Linked DNA regions of Sus scrofa: region 2 is linked to region 1. Evidence: chromatin contacts called from public Hi-C data. All regions are on one chromosome and are shown on one strand. The core of a region is the stretch at or near the end of the contact, and the rest is flanking DNA. Distances in the headings are between cores, read along the strand shown. Region 1 holds the start of ZFAND2B (AN1-type zinc finger protein 2B). Region 2 overlaps PTPRN (receptor-type tyrosine-protein phosphatase-like N).

Region 1 (7,827 bases), core at 3,183-5,682:
CGCCAGAGCATATGGTCTTTTGGCCCCAGGTGACCCAGGTGTCTCTGCGGTCTCACATTGGAGTCGTGCCCCAGGACACTGTCCTCTTCAACGACACCATCGCCAACAACATCCGCTACGGCCGCGTCACAGCTGGGAACGATGAGGTGCAGGCTGCGGCTCAGGCTGCAGGCATCCACGACACCATCATGGCTTTCCCAGAAGGTCAGCCTCTGCGGGGAGTCCCTCCCCTGCCCAGTTTGGTCCCGTTACTCCCTCTGACCTCTGTTCCATCCCTTCCTTGCCCATCTGGTCACAAGAGATCCACTTGATTACATGTGATTTGAGGGAGGCGGGCAATATCCACAGGGTACGAGACGCAGGTGGGCGAGCGGGGGCTGAAGCTGAGCGGTGGGGAGAAGCAGCGGGTGGCCATCGCTCGCACCATTCTCAAGGCTCCGCACATCGTTCTGCTGGACGAGGTGAGGGCCCTCCCTGGGCAGCCCACTCCCCTCCTTCCTCCCCCGCCCTTGCTGCTGTCACAAACCCATGTCTCCCCAAAACACCTTACAGCTGTGAAGCCCAAACAAGACTCTTTTTGATTCCCAAGGCCCCAGCCAGCAGCTGGCCTCTCCCCCTGCCCCCCTGTCGCGGGGATTTGGGTGCCAGGGGCACTCTGATCCCGTCCCTCTCTGTAGGCAACGTCCGCACTGGATACATCTAACGAGAGGGCCATCCAAGCCTCTCTGGCCAAAGTCTGTGCCAACCGCACCACCATCGTTGTGGCGCACAGGTACGGTGGGCGGCAGGCGGCGGGGGCCCGCCTCGGTGGCATGGTGGGTGACTCATGTCTGACCACTCAGGCTCTCGACCGTGATCAGTGCCGACCAGATCCTTGTCATCAAGGATGGCTGCATTGTGGAGAGAGGACGGTAAGGGGCACGGCGGGATGGACAGGGAAGGGCCTCTGAATCCGGGGCCCCAGAAAAAGGTGGAATCCCAGGGGTTTCTGGAAGTTCCCCCTTGCCAGTGCCCTGTTTTCACAGGCTTGTGGGGAGGACTCTTGGGATAAACCAATGGTTGGTTGGGACTTAGATTTTTCTCCTTGCCCCAGGCATGAGGCTCTGTTGTCCCAAGGTGGTGTGTATGCTGACATGTGGCAGCTACAGCAGCAGGGACAAGACGAAGTCTCTGAAGACACCAAGTCCAAGGCTAAGACATGATGACCATGGTCGTGGCCATTTCCCTTCCGAGGATAACCTGGAGGGAAATCCATTTCAGCCCTTTTCCCTGCCATATTTCATTCTGGTCTTGGTGCTAGCTGTGGTGAGGGAAAGGGCCTTTCAAAAAGGACTTTTGGGGGAAATAAAAGCGTGGACTGTGCTGAGAGCCCTGTGACTCTGTGGTGTGGGCAGCTGCAACGGGCCTCTACCCTTAGGTCAGGTGAGCATTCTTGACAGGACACACTGAGAAAGAAACACACCACTCTGATGTCTCCTTGGCTGCCAAGATCCTTTATTCGTTCTCGGCACCCCCGCCTGCCCCCTGCACTTCGGGGCTGCTCCAGTGTTTGGGGAGTAAGATGCAAGGCCCAGCCGGGGAGCAGTTCCAGGCTGCTCTCTCCCACGCAGCTGGAGAGGCAGCAAAGCCACCTGTAGGCTCAGCTCCACAAGCTGTTTCTCCCGGTGATCCCTGGAGACGCCCTCCACGACACTGCTCCTCGTCTTCACTCCAGGCTGCTCTGGGCCTCCTCTCCCTGTGGACCCTAGAGGTACGAGGGCCACAGTCCTCCTCAGCTGAGCCTCCCTCCCCAAGCCCAAGGCCCTAGCACAGGGTGCAGTTGGACGGCTTCAAGCTGCGGCTTTGAGCCTGGAGCAAGAGGAGGGAAAGGAGAGGAAGACAGGGAGCGGCGTCAGGAAAATGAGGGTGGACAGTCCTCAGTGCAGAGCTCAGCATGGGCTGGAGTCATAGTGAAAACCAAAGGATAACCATCCTTCCAAACACTACCCCTTGGGAGAACACCCTCCCCCCCCCTCCCCAGCCCCATAAACTCCTGACTTCCTCCCAGCACAGGCCGTGTCTCCACCCCCTCCTCATACCTGCTGCTGTCGGTATTCTGCCTCGCTGGCTGATAGTGCTTGTGCTAAAGCTAAATCTTCTTCCTCCTGAGAACTGGGAGGGAGGAACAGCTTCAGCTGGATGACAGTATCTAAAATGTATCTAATGTATCTTTAGACAGTATCTAAAACAGCATCACTGTTGGGAGCACTTCTGAGTTTTCTATCAATTTTCAGAGCAACCCTACAAGGTAAGGAGGAATACTGTCCCCATTTTATAGGGGAAATTAAGACCCTAATGGGTTAAAGAACTTGTCAAAGGCCATACAGTTCAAAAGCTTCATTCTGAGTCCAAGTTCCTATTATTCTGCATCAGCTGAGAGTGGGCCCACCTACCTACCTCCAAATGGAGCCCTTACCCACATCCCGCCCCCTTTTCACCTGAGAGCAGGTACCTTGGGACCTGGGGTTTGGTCTCTGCCAGGGAGAGCTCCAGGGCTCGCTGCAGAGCCTCATCCTCACTCTGCAAACAGAAAAATAAGACCAGTTGCCTCCGACTTTACTCTGGACTTGCTTCGGTCCACCTAACCTCTGCCCGACTCACCAAGCCATTCTGCAAAGCGATCACTGGAGGGGTGGTCCGGGATGGAGACTGGGTTGTGGCTCTACGGCAAACATTCAAGAGGCTGAGGTCAGAGCTGTGAAGGGAGGAAGGGGGAAGGGGAAAGAGGTAGGCTTACCTGCTGGCAGAGGTAGATGAAGGCAAGGTCTGGTTTGGGCTGGGGATGGTCTTTGCAGAAGCAGCTAGGCTTTGTGCTCTGGAGATGGCAGCAAGTCTGCAGGGAAGAGACACTCTTGGCATGCCTCCAGGCACAGCCAGCTTGCATGCTCCTCCAAGGCCTGACCCAGAAGTCAGGAGGGGAGCTCCGCCGAAAGGTCAGGAAAGCATGCACTTGAAAAGGAAATAAAGGACTCCCCTAGCCAAAAGGGACAGGGTGAAGCGTCCCAACTATAATGACAGAGGCTGAGTCAGTTCCAAAAGGAGAGGATGTTCCCAGACCAAAGGCAGGCAGAGAAGACTCAGTTGCGATTACCCTGCCCTACTAGTTGGGTGCCCGTGCCCCTCCCCAGAGCAATCATGGTCCAGTGGGTGACGGTGCTTGATGCAAAAGTTTCGGCCACAGCGTTCACAGGTCAGTTTCATCATTTCCCGCTGCCGGCAGCCAGAGCGTTCACATCTATTGGTGAAGATCTGAGGTGGGTAGGAAGGATTGTCTATGCTGAGACTCTGATCCTCCTTCAACCCCATCCTAAGAGTCGTTCAAGTTTCTAGGCATCTGTAGGCCCAGCTGACCCTCCAACACTTACCTTACGTTTTTGCTGAGCTGGATCAGAGCGACAGTCTCGGTCAATGTGCTCCCCAACAGCACGGTCAGGGGGCTCTCCTCTGGCCACAGGTACAGGCACGTTACAAAGTGGGCATACAGGTACCTGGATGTCCTAGAGTTAGGGAGAAAGAGTCAGTCTGTGGCTTACTACCAGTGCAGCCAAATCCCCAGTCCTGAAAGAACCTGGATATGCCCCCCATCAATACAAAAGGAAATACGACGTTCCCCGCACTGAGCCTCAGAAAGGAGAGGAAATGGAAGGCAGAGGGATTAAGGAGATTCTGTAGGCATCCTCAACCCCCCCACCCCCTTTCACTCTCAGACCGCCCCTCTCCCTCAGACCGCCCCCTCACCTTTTGGTAAGCGGATGCACAGTGATGCTGGGCATAGGCCACATGGTCTGCGCAGAAAATGCCCGAGCAGGCGTCACACTTAAGCGGCAGAAAATCTGCAGGAAGTGGGTCGGGTTGCAGGTCCAGCGGGACCTCGATGTCGTTCCCGCTCACTCAAGCCTTCCACCCGGGGAGGGAAAACGCTACGGTACTTGGCAACGCACTGCAACCCAGTCCACAGCCTCCTTAGCCACGCCCCCAACTCCGAGCCACGCCCTCTGGCACTTCTGGCCCTGGAGCTCACCCTTTCCGCAGTTTCTAGCCCCTCTGCCCGCCCCGCCCCCCGCAGGCTCCGCCCCTCACCCCCTCACCCAAGCGCTGACAGCTCGGCTCCGAACAGTGAGCCCCCAGGTCCGGAAACTCCATCGCCGGGCCGGGCGGGGCTGCTCGGGTGGAAAGGAGAGAGAGGCTGAGCAACTCTCGGGCTCCCCTTCCGGGTCCGAACCGCGAGCCCCACTCTTAGGTGGGGGGCTCCCTGTCCCGCCCCTTCCTCTCCCCCGCCCAGCCCGGGTTACCGGAGCCTCAGCACCTCCCGGGCCGCAGCTCCCACTCCTCCCCTGGCGCGAGCGGGCGTGCTGACGTCATCGCGCAGGGCGGGCACGACCAGCTCAGCCTCCCGGGGGGCGGGGGAGCGTCCCGTAGAGCAGATCCCCGCCCCACTGGGCTCCCTCCCCCGGGCAGGGAGCTGGATAGTTGGTCTTGGACGTTCTAGTGGGTGGCCCGGCATGAGTTGGCGACCCAGGGCGCGGGTCTGGCTCCACTAGGGGAGAAGGGGCCGGCGAAGGCTAGGACGCTTGACATTCTGGAGGGCTGGGGTAGTTTGGGGTCTTTCACGGTTGGGTCTTTCACGATTGGGTCCTTCACCTGCTGTTTACACCTTCCCCATAGCCATTTGGTTCAGGGCCACTGCTGTACTTATTCAACTCGAGCTGACGACTTCCTGTTTCTCTGAAGTACAGATTTTCTTTCCAGAGCTGTAGCTCCTCCAGGTTTAGTTTCTTCCTTTCTTTTTTGGGGGGTGGGAGAAGGCGCACCTGTGGGTTATGGAAGTTCCCAGTCCAGGGGGTCAAATGGGAGCTGCAGCTGCCGGCTTATGCCAAGAGCAACGCCAGGTCCGAATTTGAGACCTACCACACAGCTTGGGGCAACCCGGATCCTTAACCCACTGAGCAAGGCTAGGGATCCAACCTGCATCCTTATGGATACTAGTGGGGCTCTTAACCCACTGAGACACAATGGGAACTCCCTCCAGGTTTAGTTTCCATGCCTTTCCTGTACGATTTCTATGATTCTCCCCAGTTTGAGCTAAGCTCATCTCTTTTGTGGTCTCCCTGGTTCTGTTCTAGCACCACCCTACCACCTTACTGTGATCAGCTGTTCCCTCACTTCCCCACCACCTCAATAAATATACTGGGAAGTTAGGGACCAAGTACCTTGCATTGTGTTAGACCCCAGCACCCAGCACAGTCCCTGGAACTGTGTGGTTTTCAGACATCAACGTAAATCTGAGTCACCTACAGAACTAGTTTAAAATACCAATTTATCTGAGTTCCCTGGTGGCTCAGTGGAACCCAGCCTTGTCACTCCTGTGGCTCGGGTCACTGCTGTGGTCTGGGTTCTGTCCCCGATTGGGAACTTCTCCATGCCATGTGTGGTCACAATAAAATTAAAAAGTAGGAGTTCCCATCGTGGCACAGCAGAAACGAATCTGACTAGGAACCATGAGGTTTCAGGTTCCATCCCTGGCCTCGCTTAGTGGATTAAGGATCTGGCATTGCCGTGAGCTGTGATGTAAGTCGAAGCCACTGCTCGGATCTATCGTGGCTGTGGCTGTGGTGTAGGCCCACAGCTGTAGCTCCAATTGGACCCCCTAGCCTGGGAACCTCCATATGCCGTGGGAGTGGCCCAAGAAATGGCAAAAAGACAAAAAAAAAAAAAAAAAAAGATAACCAAAAAGGACCTACTGTATAGCAGGGAACAGCACTCAGTATTTTGTAATAATTTACAAGGGAAGAGAATCTGAAGAATTTTATATATATACACATATGTGTACGTATATGTATAACTGATCAAATGCTTTAATCTGAAACTAACACGATACTGTAAATCAACTCTACTTCAATAATTAAGTTATTTTTATAATTTTTTTTAAAAAAGCAGATTCCTGAGCCCCACGGCCTTCTCAATAGGAAGCATAAGAGAGAATTGTGACAAAGATTGTCCGTGTACTACACTTTTTTTTTTGCCTTTTTAGGGCCCCACTCACAGCATATGGAAGTTCTCAGGCTAGGGGTCTAATTGGAGCTGTAGCTACCCGCCTACATCACAGCCACAGCAACACCAGATCCAAGCTGCGTCTGCGACCTACACCACAGCTCACGGCAACGTGGGATCCTTAACCCCCTGAGAGAGGCCAGGGATTGAACCCACATCATGGATACTAGTAGGGTTTGTTACCATTGAGCCATGACTGGAACTCCATACACTTTAGAAAAGATGCCTAGAATATTCTGAATGCTTGTTCACTATTTCTTGAAGCTTTTTTTAAATTTTTTATTTTTTTTCATTTTTTGGTCTTTTCGCCATTTCTATGGTCACTCCCGCGGCATACGGAGGTTCCCAGGCTAGGGGTCAAATGGGAGCTGTAGCCACTGGCCTACTCCAGAGCCACAGCAACTCGGGATCCGAGCCGCATCTGCAACCTACACCACAGCTCACAGCAACGCCGGATCCTCAACCCACTGAGCAAGGCCAGGGAGCGAACCCGCCACTCATGGTTCCTAGTCGGATTCGTGAACCACTGAGCCACGACGGGAACTCCTGTTCACTATTTATTGAATGATACTAAGGAGTCACCGAATTGATGTTCTGCTTTACCTTAGGGAAGCCCAGGTTGAGACCTTCCACTTCCACACAGACTCACACGCCTCTTGGTCTCTCATGGATAGGCTTGGTAGCAATCTTACCCTCCTGCAAGTTTGGGCATGGGGACAGTAAACAGGTGAAATAGAGTTGACCAGTGTTCTCCCAAATGGAGGACAACCAGGCTGCAATTGGAAATGAGGAGACAGCCTTCTTCTCTTCTTCTCTGCCTCCAACTTTTGGCTCTGTTTCCGTCTGTGTCTGCTGCGTATTTCCGCCCTTACAGTTCTAAGGCCAGGGGCACCGTGCCCAATTGCCTTGATTTGGGTCATCTGCGAAGCTCTGACCTATGGCCCAGGGGCCAGAGTGTGTGATGTTCTGATTAGTCCAGCCTGATGTGGCTGTGGCACAGGCTGGCAGCTACAGTTCTGATTCAACCCCTAGCCTGGGAACTTAACATATGCCACTGGTGTGGCCCTAGAAAGACTATATAGATATATAACTTTCCAATATAGCGCTGAAAGGATAAAAATGAGAACAGCCATAAAATACTCAGAACAATTTGTTAAAGAAAAAATGCTGACCTTAGCTATGGGAAACACCTTGACCGGGCTCTATTAGATTCGTGTTTGGAACACCTTTGGCCAAACCTTTAGGGAAACTCTGGCAGCTGCTTCCCTGAACCCATTCTCACACCCTGGGGCCTGGGCAGCCATGTCTCTGCCGCTGCCAAAAATGATTGGTCCAGGAGTGGTCTTCTGACTTCTATTGGGTACCTAAGCTGTGTTCCCCCCGCAACCTGAGACAATGACCTGAGTGCAGATAATTCATGTAAGAGGTGATCCCAGCCAGAGCAAGAAAGTCCAAAGAAGGGAGACAGGGAATGAAGGAAAACTGATAAAAACTGTTATTGAACTGATTGCTTCTGTGATAATAGGAGCCCAATTCCACGGGAAACTCTAGGAGGAAATATATACAAATATCCCTCCAAATTGTCCTTCAAAAGGAAACTAGGGTGATTCTTGTCTTTCCTAAATTGGGGGTGGCTGCTGGGGGTGATAACTCCTTCATGTCCACCTTGCACAGCCAACCTGCACCTGCGTGCAAGCTGACTGAGCTATGGAGGCTTTGGGAAAAGCCTTGAGGCAG
Region 2 (7,863 bases), core at 880-3,379, 95 kb before region 1:
CTCCCACCTGCGCTGTGTGGACCTTGGCCTTGGCGCTTTGCCCAGATTCTTGTTTTTCCTGTCTCTGCAGGAGGGGTTGTAAACATCGGAGCTGACGTCAAGAAAGTGAGTTTGCGGCACTTCCCTGACCCCCAAGTGCCCCATGGCAGCAAAGCCCCTTGGCCGAAATCTAAACCTTAGGATTAGCACCCAGAATCTGTATCCTCCAAACCCTGATTTTAGGGGGACCAAGGCCCAGAGGCTGCAAGTCATTGTCTAAGGTCTCACGTCAAGTGGAAGACAGCTGGGACCAGAAGCCAGAATTCTTGATTCACTGCGTTTTCCATTGCAGTCATTTTGGACCACACTCTGAGGGTCCCTAGGGATAGGGGGAGACTTGAGCAGGCAGGCTCCTGACCCCCGTGCAGCTTGAGGCAGACTATCTCTTTCACATGTTGGACTTCTAAGATTTTGTGGCTAAACAAACATCAAAAAACCATTACCTGCCTGTTCATCTTCTCCCCTAACCCCAGCTTTCCTCACTCCAGACCTTCTCCTCCCCACTCCAGCCCCATCCTTTGAATTATTACTGATCATGACTAATCCCTCATTCAGTCCTTTATTCATTCACCCATCCATTCATTCATTCATCCACTTGGCTCCTTTTCCTGGATGCCTTTCTGTACCCAGTGCTAACCTGGACGTGGGGATAGAAAGAGAAACAAGTCCTAAGTGCCCCTGTGGGAGCTCAGGGTCCGGGGTGTGGACCCCCTGCCCCCAGCGCCTCCACTGTCCAGAGACCATACCTCTCGCCTCATTCCTTAGCAGACAATGGAGGAGCAGGTGCAGAGCATAGACACAGCCGAGCCTCCACCTGTCACACCCTCCCTGCCTGGATCCCCCACTGCTGGTCCCACCTCCAATAAAGCCCAGCAGGACCTGAGCTCTGGATCCTCTGAGCCTCCCAAACGGCCAGCCCCCCTGCCACACCCATCCTGCTGGAGAAGAAAAGTTCACTGGGCCAGAGCCAGCCCACGGCAGCAGGGCAGCCCTCAGCTCGGCCATCATCAGAGGAATATGGCTACATTGTTACCGACCAGAAGTAAGGGCTCTGGCCTGGGGCAGCCTCCCAGTCCCCTGGAGGGTCAGGGTGGCCTGCCTGGCAGGAAGCAGAGAGCAGAAGTGCAGATGTGAAGTAGACGGGGGGTGGGGGTGGGTGGGGGGTGGCCAAGAGAGTCCCCACTGGCGTCTGTCTTCCTCCTCCCCACCTCCAGGCCCCTGAGTCTGGCAGCAGGAGTGAAGCTGCTGGAGATCCTGGCTGAGCACGTGCACATGTCCTCAGGCAGCTTCATCAACATCAGGTGGGGCTGGTACCTGGCTGGGCAGCAGGGATCTTGCAGGTAGCTTGATGGGGGAGGTGGCTGGAGGGTCTCAGAGAAGGAGGGTAGGACAAGCTCTGGGTAAAGGGCCAAGGTCGGGTCAAAGATATTTGCAGCTGCACTGAAGGTACAACCACATTTAGTCCTGCTGCTGACCCAATCTGGTATCTCCCCAGCCTCAAACACCCCTGTATGGCACCTCTGATTGGTTTTAGCCCCATCTTCTAATGGGGAGAGGGCCAGAGTGGACCTCTCACTTTGAATCTGGGGTCTGTGGCTGGTGAGGCGGTAACATACCTCCTCTTCGGCAGTGTCGTGGGACCAGCCCTTACCTTCCGTATCCGGCACAATGAACAGAACCTGTCTTTGGCTGATGTGACCCAGCAAGCTGGTAAATACTTCCTGGCCCAGCCCTAATAGAATATACCCAGGCCTGTGGCTGATGCGCCCATTGAAATAGTCCCAGCCCACATGGGTCCTGCCTGCTCCCTGGCAGAGCATGACATGGGGTGGAGACCACACGGGGCTGGAGAGAGTCTGACCTTCGGCCTCCCTGCAGGACTGGTGAAATCTGAACTGGAAGCACAGACGGGGCTCCAGATCTTGCAGACAGGAGTGGGACAGGTATGAGCTCACTGGAGAGTCATTCAAAGCCCCACTAGAGATGAAGGCAAACTTGACAGGCGAGCAGGAGCTGAAATATATCTGGCTGGTCCACCACTTTGCCAAAGCAGCCCTCCCCATGCAGTTCTCCACATGACCAGCAGATGACCTCAGCGGCTCCTGCTCCCTGTAGGTCCAGCCTTCTGTAGGAAGGTAGCATGCCTGGAAGACCTATCCTGAGCTGTCCATAGATCTTCTGGAGCAAAGTTTCTAAATTTGAAGGGGAAACCTTACACAGAAAGGACATTAAACTCAAAATATGTTTCTATTCGGCATCCAACCCTGATGCCTCACATTCTACTCTTTGACCCCTTGGATCTCGCTATATTTTTCGATATCCATTTTTAAATGCAAACTCCTAGGTAGGGTCACCTGCTAAGTCTCTGGAAATGCAGTGTGCTTGACTTGGTCCAGTGAGGATTGAGAATGAGGGTCTCGGGTCTATCTGAGTCCTTCTGCCCGTACCACCTTGCCCCTGCCTCCCAGCTCTGCCCCAGGAGATACCCTCGCAGGGAGTATGGCGAGGGACAGGAGTGAGAAGCTGCTGCTAAATCCATGCCTCCCACCGCCACCACTGCCACTGCCCCTCTTGATTCTATAACCTTGTTCCCACAGAGGGAGGAGGCGGCCGCCGTCCTTCCCCGACCGGTCCACAGCCCCTCTCCCATGCGCTCCGTGCTGCTCACTCTGGTGGCCCTGGCGGGTGTGGCCGGGCTGCTCGTGGCCCTGGCAGTGGCTCTCTGTGTGCGGCAGCATGCCCGGCAGCGGGACAAGGAGCGCCTGGCCGCCCTGGGACCTGAGGGCGCCCATGGTGACACTACCTTCGAGTACCAGGTGTGCATCCCTAAGAGCTTGTTGATGAGAGTGAGTGGAAAGGCTTGGGAGAGTGGTCTCACATGGGATAAGGGTGGGGAATTGGGTGGGAATGAGCGCCCATCCCTGGGAATGTCCAGGCAGAGGCTGGAGAAGCCCCTCTGGGGGTCTTGTGGGGGTGATTTGGAATGAATGGAAATTGGGACCAGATGGTTCCTGAAATTCTCTCCCAGGCTACAATTCTGGGGTTCTAGGATTCTGCTCTGTAATACCTGAGGTTGCCATAGGCACCACCCAAGCAGTATAGCCCTGAAAAGGATGAGAGCCAGGGCAGAAGACCCTACCCTGGAGGAGATGGGTCCATTCAGAATCAATCAAGGATGGAGTTCCTGCTATGGTCAGCAGTAACAAACCCAACTAGCATCCACGAGGATTCGGGTTCAGTCCCTGGCCTCGCTCAGTGGGTTAAGGATCCAGCATTGCCGTGTGCTGCGGCACAGGTCACAGATGTGGCTTGCATCTGGGGTTGCTGTGGTGGTGATATAGGCTGGCAGCTGCAGCTCTGATTCGGCCACTAGCCTGGGAACTTCCTTATGCCGTGGGTGTGGCCCTAAAAAGCAAAAAAAAAAAAAAAATCAATCAAGGACAAGTCCAGGGACTCTGTTGAACTGAGCTCAGGACTCTGTTGAAAAGGCTTCAGGGGACCTTGGGCCGTGCCCGATCCTTCTTCTGCAGGACCTGTGCCGCCAGCACATGGCCTCAAAGTCCCTGTTCAACCGGGCAGAGGGTCCACCGGAGCCTTCTCGGGTGAGCAGCGTGTCCTCGCAGTTCAGCGACGCGGCCCAGGCCAGCCCCAGCTCCCACAGCAGCACACCGTCCTGGTGCGAGGAGCCCGCCCAGGCCAACATGGACATCTCCACGGGACACATGATTCTGGTCAGGAGAGGGTGTGGGCGTGGGGTGAGGGGACAGGAGGGCAGGAGGGACATGGCAGGTCGGGGGGGGCCAGCGCCAGGCTGTGGTGTTCCTGCAGGCATACATGGAGGACCATCTGCGGAACCGGGACCGCTTGGCCAAAGAGTGGCAGGCCCTGTGTGCCTACCAAGCGGAGCCCAACAGCTGTGCCACCGCCCAGGGGGAGGGCAACATCAAAAAGAACCGCCACCCTGACTTCCTGCCCTGTGAGTGAGTTCTGCTGGCCCACCCAGCCCAGCTCTCTGTCTGCTGGGAGCTCTGATGGGCTTGGGGGAGGGACTGGGCTCCTGGCTCAGGCTGAGCGGCAGAGGTGCCAGGACCCCAATGACTGGAGGGGCCTCTGGGGTGGGATGCGGGGTCTGTGCAGATGACCACGCTCGCATCAAGCTGAAGGTGGAGAGCAGCCCTTCTCGGAGCGATTACATCAACGCCAGCCCCATTGTGAGTGGCCTGGCTCCAGCCCCCACCTCCTCCCCGCTTTCATCCGGGCCCCATAGACTCCATGTCCTTAAGGGTCACCACCACCCCACCCGAGGCCCTGGAATTGTGGGCCTGATATCCTAGCATGGAAACTGGGGTTCTCAGGCACCCCCCAGACCCCCGGCCTGCTCCCTCTGACCAAGTCTCTCCACAGTGGCAATTCCCATTCTGGCTCAGGATGTATCTTTCCTGCCCCCAGATTGAGCATGACCCTCGGATGCCAGCCTACATAGCCACCCAGGGCCCGCTGTCGCACACCATCGCAGACTTCTGGCAGGTGAGCTGTTGGAGGGAGGGCTTCTCCCAGGATCAGGGGCCCTTATGGGCAGCCAAGGAGGTTAGAATGGAGCTTACCTGGGTCTCTGTCCCTAGATGGTGTGGGAGAGTGGCTGCACCGTCATTGTCATGCTGACCCCGCTGGTGGAGGATGGCGTCAAGCAGTGCGACCGCTACTGGCCAGATGAAGGCTCTTCCCTCTACCATGTGTATGAGGTCAGCGAGACAAGGAGTCAATGGGAGAGGGGAGAGCGGATGGTACACCATTCACACATGTGAATATGCCTGTACATAAACCCACGTGTACACACAGACATTCATTTCATGACTACTTTGTTTGTTTTAGGGCCACACCTGCAGCACGTGGAGGTTCCCAGGCTAGGGGTCAAATCGGAGCTACAGCTGCTGACCTACACTACACCCACAGCACCACTGCATCTGAGCTGCATCTGTGACTTACACCACAGCTCACGGCAATGCCAGATCCTTAACCCACTGAGCAAGGCCAGGGATCGAACCCGCAACCTCATGGTTCCTAGTCGGATCCGTTTCCTCTGCACCATGACGGGAACGCCTGCTCTTTTAATTTTTTAAAAATTAGTCTCATTTATGGTTAAAGAAAGAAAATCAAAAGTACAGAATTTTATCAAAACGTATCGTGTGTGTAGCACAGACATTTAGCTAGATTCTGTTCGGAAGAGGAAGGAGAAACTCTGATATCAAAAAGCTCACAATAGTTGTGTCTAGATAGAAAAGCTCCCAGTTGTCCTGAGCAGTAGCCCAGTGACACAGACAGCTAGGGTTTGGGGGGGACAGCTGGGACTATTGGGGCAGGAGGTCAGGTAAGCTTCCTGGAGGATGTAGAATTTGACTGGCCTGGGAGGCCGGGAGGATGTGGGAGGATTTGAGAGGCCCTGCCCGCTCAGACCTGCTCCCCCTCCTCGGCAGGTGAACCTAGTGTCGGAGCACATCTGGTGCGAAGACTTCCTGGTGCGGAGCTTCTACCTGAAGAACGTGCAGACCCAGGAGACGCGCACGCTCACGCAGTTCCACTTCCTCAGCTGGCCGGCAGAGGGCACCCCGGCCTCCACCCGGCCCTTGCTGGACTTCCGCAGGTGAGCATCCCCAGCGCCTGGGCGGTGGGGTGGCCCCAAGGGAGGCTCCGAAGAGCGGGAAGAGAGGCTCACAGGCTTGGAGGTGTCGGGAGTCCCACGATCTCCCAGCCCCTCAGCTCCTCCACGGGCCCCAGGTATGTTAGTCAGGCCCTTTAGTCTGACCTGAAGCCTTGGCATCTGGTCCACCAACGCCCCCTTCTAGACACCCTCAAACCAGAACTGACTCTGACTTCCTGGAGCTCCCTTCCAGACCCCCCACACCTCCCACCCAAACCAAGACTGACGGATTGTCTCGCTGTGCCCATTTCTCCACCACCGCTGTGATCCAGCTCTCTGTCTCCTCCCTCTCTTGCCCTCTTCCCCCCCCCTTTTTTTTTTTTTTTTTTTTTTTTTTTTTTTGTCTTTTCTGGGGCAGCACCTGCAGCATATGGATGTTCTCAGGCTAGGGGTCTAATCGCAGCTGTAGCCGCCGGCCTACACCACAGCCACAGCAACGCCAGATCCGAGCCGCATCTGCGACCTACACCACAGCTCACGGCAACACCAGATCCTTAACCCACTGAGCAAGGCCAGGGATCGAACCCGCAACCTCATGGTTCCTAGTCGGATACGTTTCCGCTGCGCCAGGACGGGAACTCCGCCTTCTTTCTCCATAAGACCCTTCCCCACAAGAAGGGCTCACCTTATTTCTAACTCTCTCCTTCTCTCGGTCCCCTTGGCCCCTCCTGTTTCCTCCTGACCAGCCTGCCTTCCAGGTGTCCAACACTGATCCCTGTGTCTGCTGCCCCCTTGCGGTCCCTCGCTCCACCCGCCGTCCCGCTTCTTTATCCCTCTGTGACTCTTTGCCTCTTTCCATCTCTCCCTCTGCTTCTCTTTCCCTCCTTTCCTTCCCTCTTCTCTCTCCCCCACCCTCCCTCTCCAGCACGTCTTTCTCCATCACTGTCTCACAGTCTGTCTCCCTCTTACCCTCCAACCTCATGTCCTTCTCTCTGTGCCTCTCTCTGTCCCTTCTCCCGCTCCGTCTCTTCACCTCTCTCCCACCTCTGCCTATGTATGCCTGTCTCTCTGTCTCCCCCTCCCTCTGCCTGTCTCCCCTCTCTGTCCCCTCCCTCCTCTCTCTCTCTCACAGCTGCCAGCGTCATTTTTGTGATCTGCAGCTAGTATTCTCACTCCAGTTGCATAGTCACAAAAGTGATCATTGGCAGGTGTGGCCGCTGCATGGACAGGACATGAGGACGTGTGGGCCCAGGGACCACCACCCTGAAGCCTGCCGGGAGAGCCAGGGGCTGGTGGGTGGGGGGACACTCAGGAAAGGGACAGATACTACTATCAAAGGGAGTCCAGAAGGATCTCTGGATTCTTGGGCACTCAGTGGAACCACGTGGAGGCTGGAACCAAAAGCTAATGGAGGGACTTGACCTGTTCTGACGCTGAAACCATGACTGGGCCAGGCTTCCAGCATCTCCTGCCTGTGCACGCCCCCCACTGGCCCCCAACAGGTGGCTGAGAAATGGCAGGGGCCTCACCCACCCGGTGGCCTCCTCCTGCTTTTCTGCCCCTTGCCAGGCTGGCCTGAGGTCTCTAGGCACTGGGCCAAGAGCAGAGGAGCAGAGTGTGGGTGGGAACCTGGGGTAGTTTCTGAGCCTCAGGACAATGGTTTCTAACTGGGGTCCCCAGGGCTGAGGTACAGCCTTCTCAAAAGCAACACCAGGTATCAGAGCTTTTATATTTTCCCCATTTTAAAAATCTTTATAGAACTAGTGCATGGACCTGTTTTAAGGCTGCACAGGTAAGCCAAAAGGTTGTATTTCTGTGCTTTAGGCTGGAATTATGTAAACTCAGTTGGCATTAGACACCCAGCATAAATTAATTGCTGCTTAATAAATACAGTTTGGTGAAGGTCTACCAGAGGGAAGATAAAATAACTTTTAAGTCCTAGAAAGTGACTCTGAGCAAGGCCTGGACCTCCATCCGTTTCCTTACCTGTGAAATGAGGATGAGGACCCATACTTTAGGGCGTTGTTACAAAAGTCAACAGCATAAAGTCTAGAAAATCTGCTTGAAGTGCCTGGCACACAGCAAGGGCTCTATGAAGTCTAAATACCATTTATTGTCATTATAATTAAACGATCAGGAACCATTGTCGCAACTTCTGTTCCACTCCAGCCCTGATGTACTAGCCA

The links. Hi-C and Micro-C count contacts between places; a contact is called where the count stands out from the background.
Region 2: a contact with region 1 is called in a Hi-C map of liver, with 2.5 times the contacts expected there. The contact joins the enhancer-like site here to the promoter of ZFAND2B in region 1. A contact is called at or near these places in 2 of 5 promoter capture datasets (fetal skeletal muscle and liver), 4 of 47 Hi-C or Micro-C datasets (fetal liver, heart right ventricle, liver and 1 more) and 2 of 2 datasets of contacts at active chromatin or transcription factors (alveolar macrophages and skeletal muscle).

Annotation. Positions count from the first base shown.
Region 1 is chr15:121,239,721-121,247,547 of Sscrofa11.1, reverse strand. ZFAND2B (AN1-type zinc finger protein 2B) reads right to left here and starts at 4,432. Exons shown (of 10, transcript XM_001927706.4): 1 at 4,332-4,432; 2 at 4,128-4,199; 3 at 3,778-3,872; 4 at 3,405-3,536; 5 at 3,131-3,288; 6 at 2,777-2,872; 7 at 2,641-2,701; 8 at 2,492-2,559; 9 at 2,079-2,151; 10 at 1,473-1,848. The coding sequence starts at 4,182. The coding sequence ends at 1,804. ABCB6 (ATP-binding cassette sub-family B member 6, mitochondrial) reads left to right here. Exons shown (of 20, transcript XM_005672225.3): 16 at 30-204; 17 at 349-461; 18 at 678-772; 19 at 843-911; 20 at 1,094-1,368. The coding sequence ends at 1,202.
Region 2 is chr15:121,332,772-121,340,634 of Sscrofa11.1, reverse strand. PTPRN (receptor-type tyrosine-protein phosphatase-like N) reads left to right here. Exons shown (of 24, transcript XM_003133669.4): 8 at 71-105; 9 at 808-946; 10 at 949-1,081; 11 at 1,254-1,340; 12 at 1,670-1,749; 13 at 1,918-1,982; 14 at 2,637-2,855; 15 at 3,570-3,770; 16 at 3,868-4,015; 17 at 4,177-4,250; 18 at 4,489-4,566; 19 at 4,662-4,781; 20 at 5,514-5,680. It overlaps DNAJB2 (dnaJ homolog subfamily B member 2), which reads right to left. Exons shown (of 11, transcript XM_021074972.1): 11 at 4,708-4,765. The coding sequence ends at 4,723. Among named protein-coding and RNA genes, the nearest start is that of PTPRN, 13 kb to the left of the region's middle. Within about 2 kb of position 2,129, at least 5 of the 83 cell types and tissues checked have an H3K27ac peak or open chromatin away from gene starts, as enhancers often do. A contact at or near this core is called in fetal liver and liver, where this site is marked.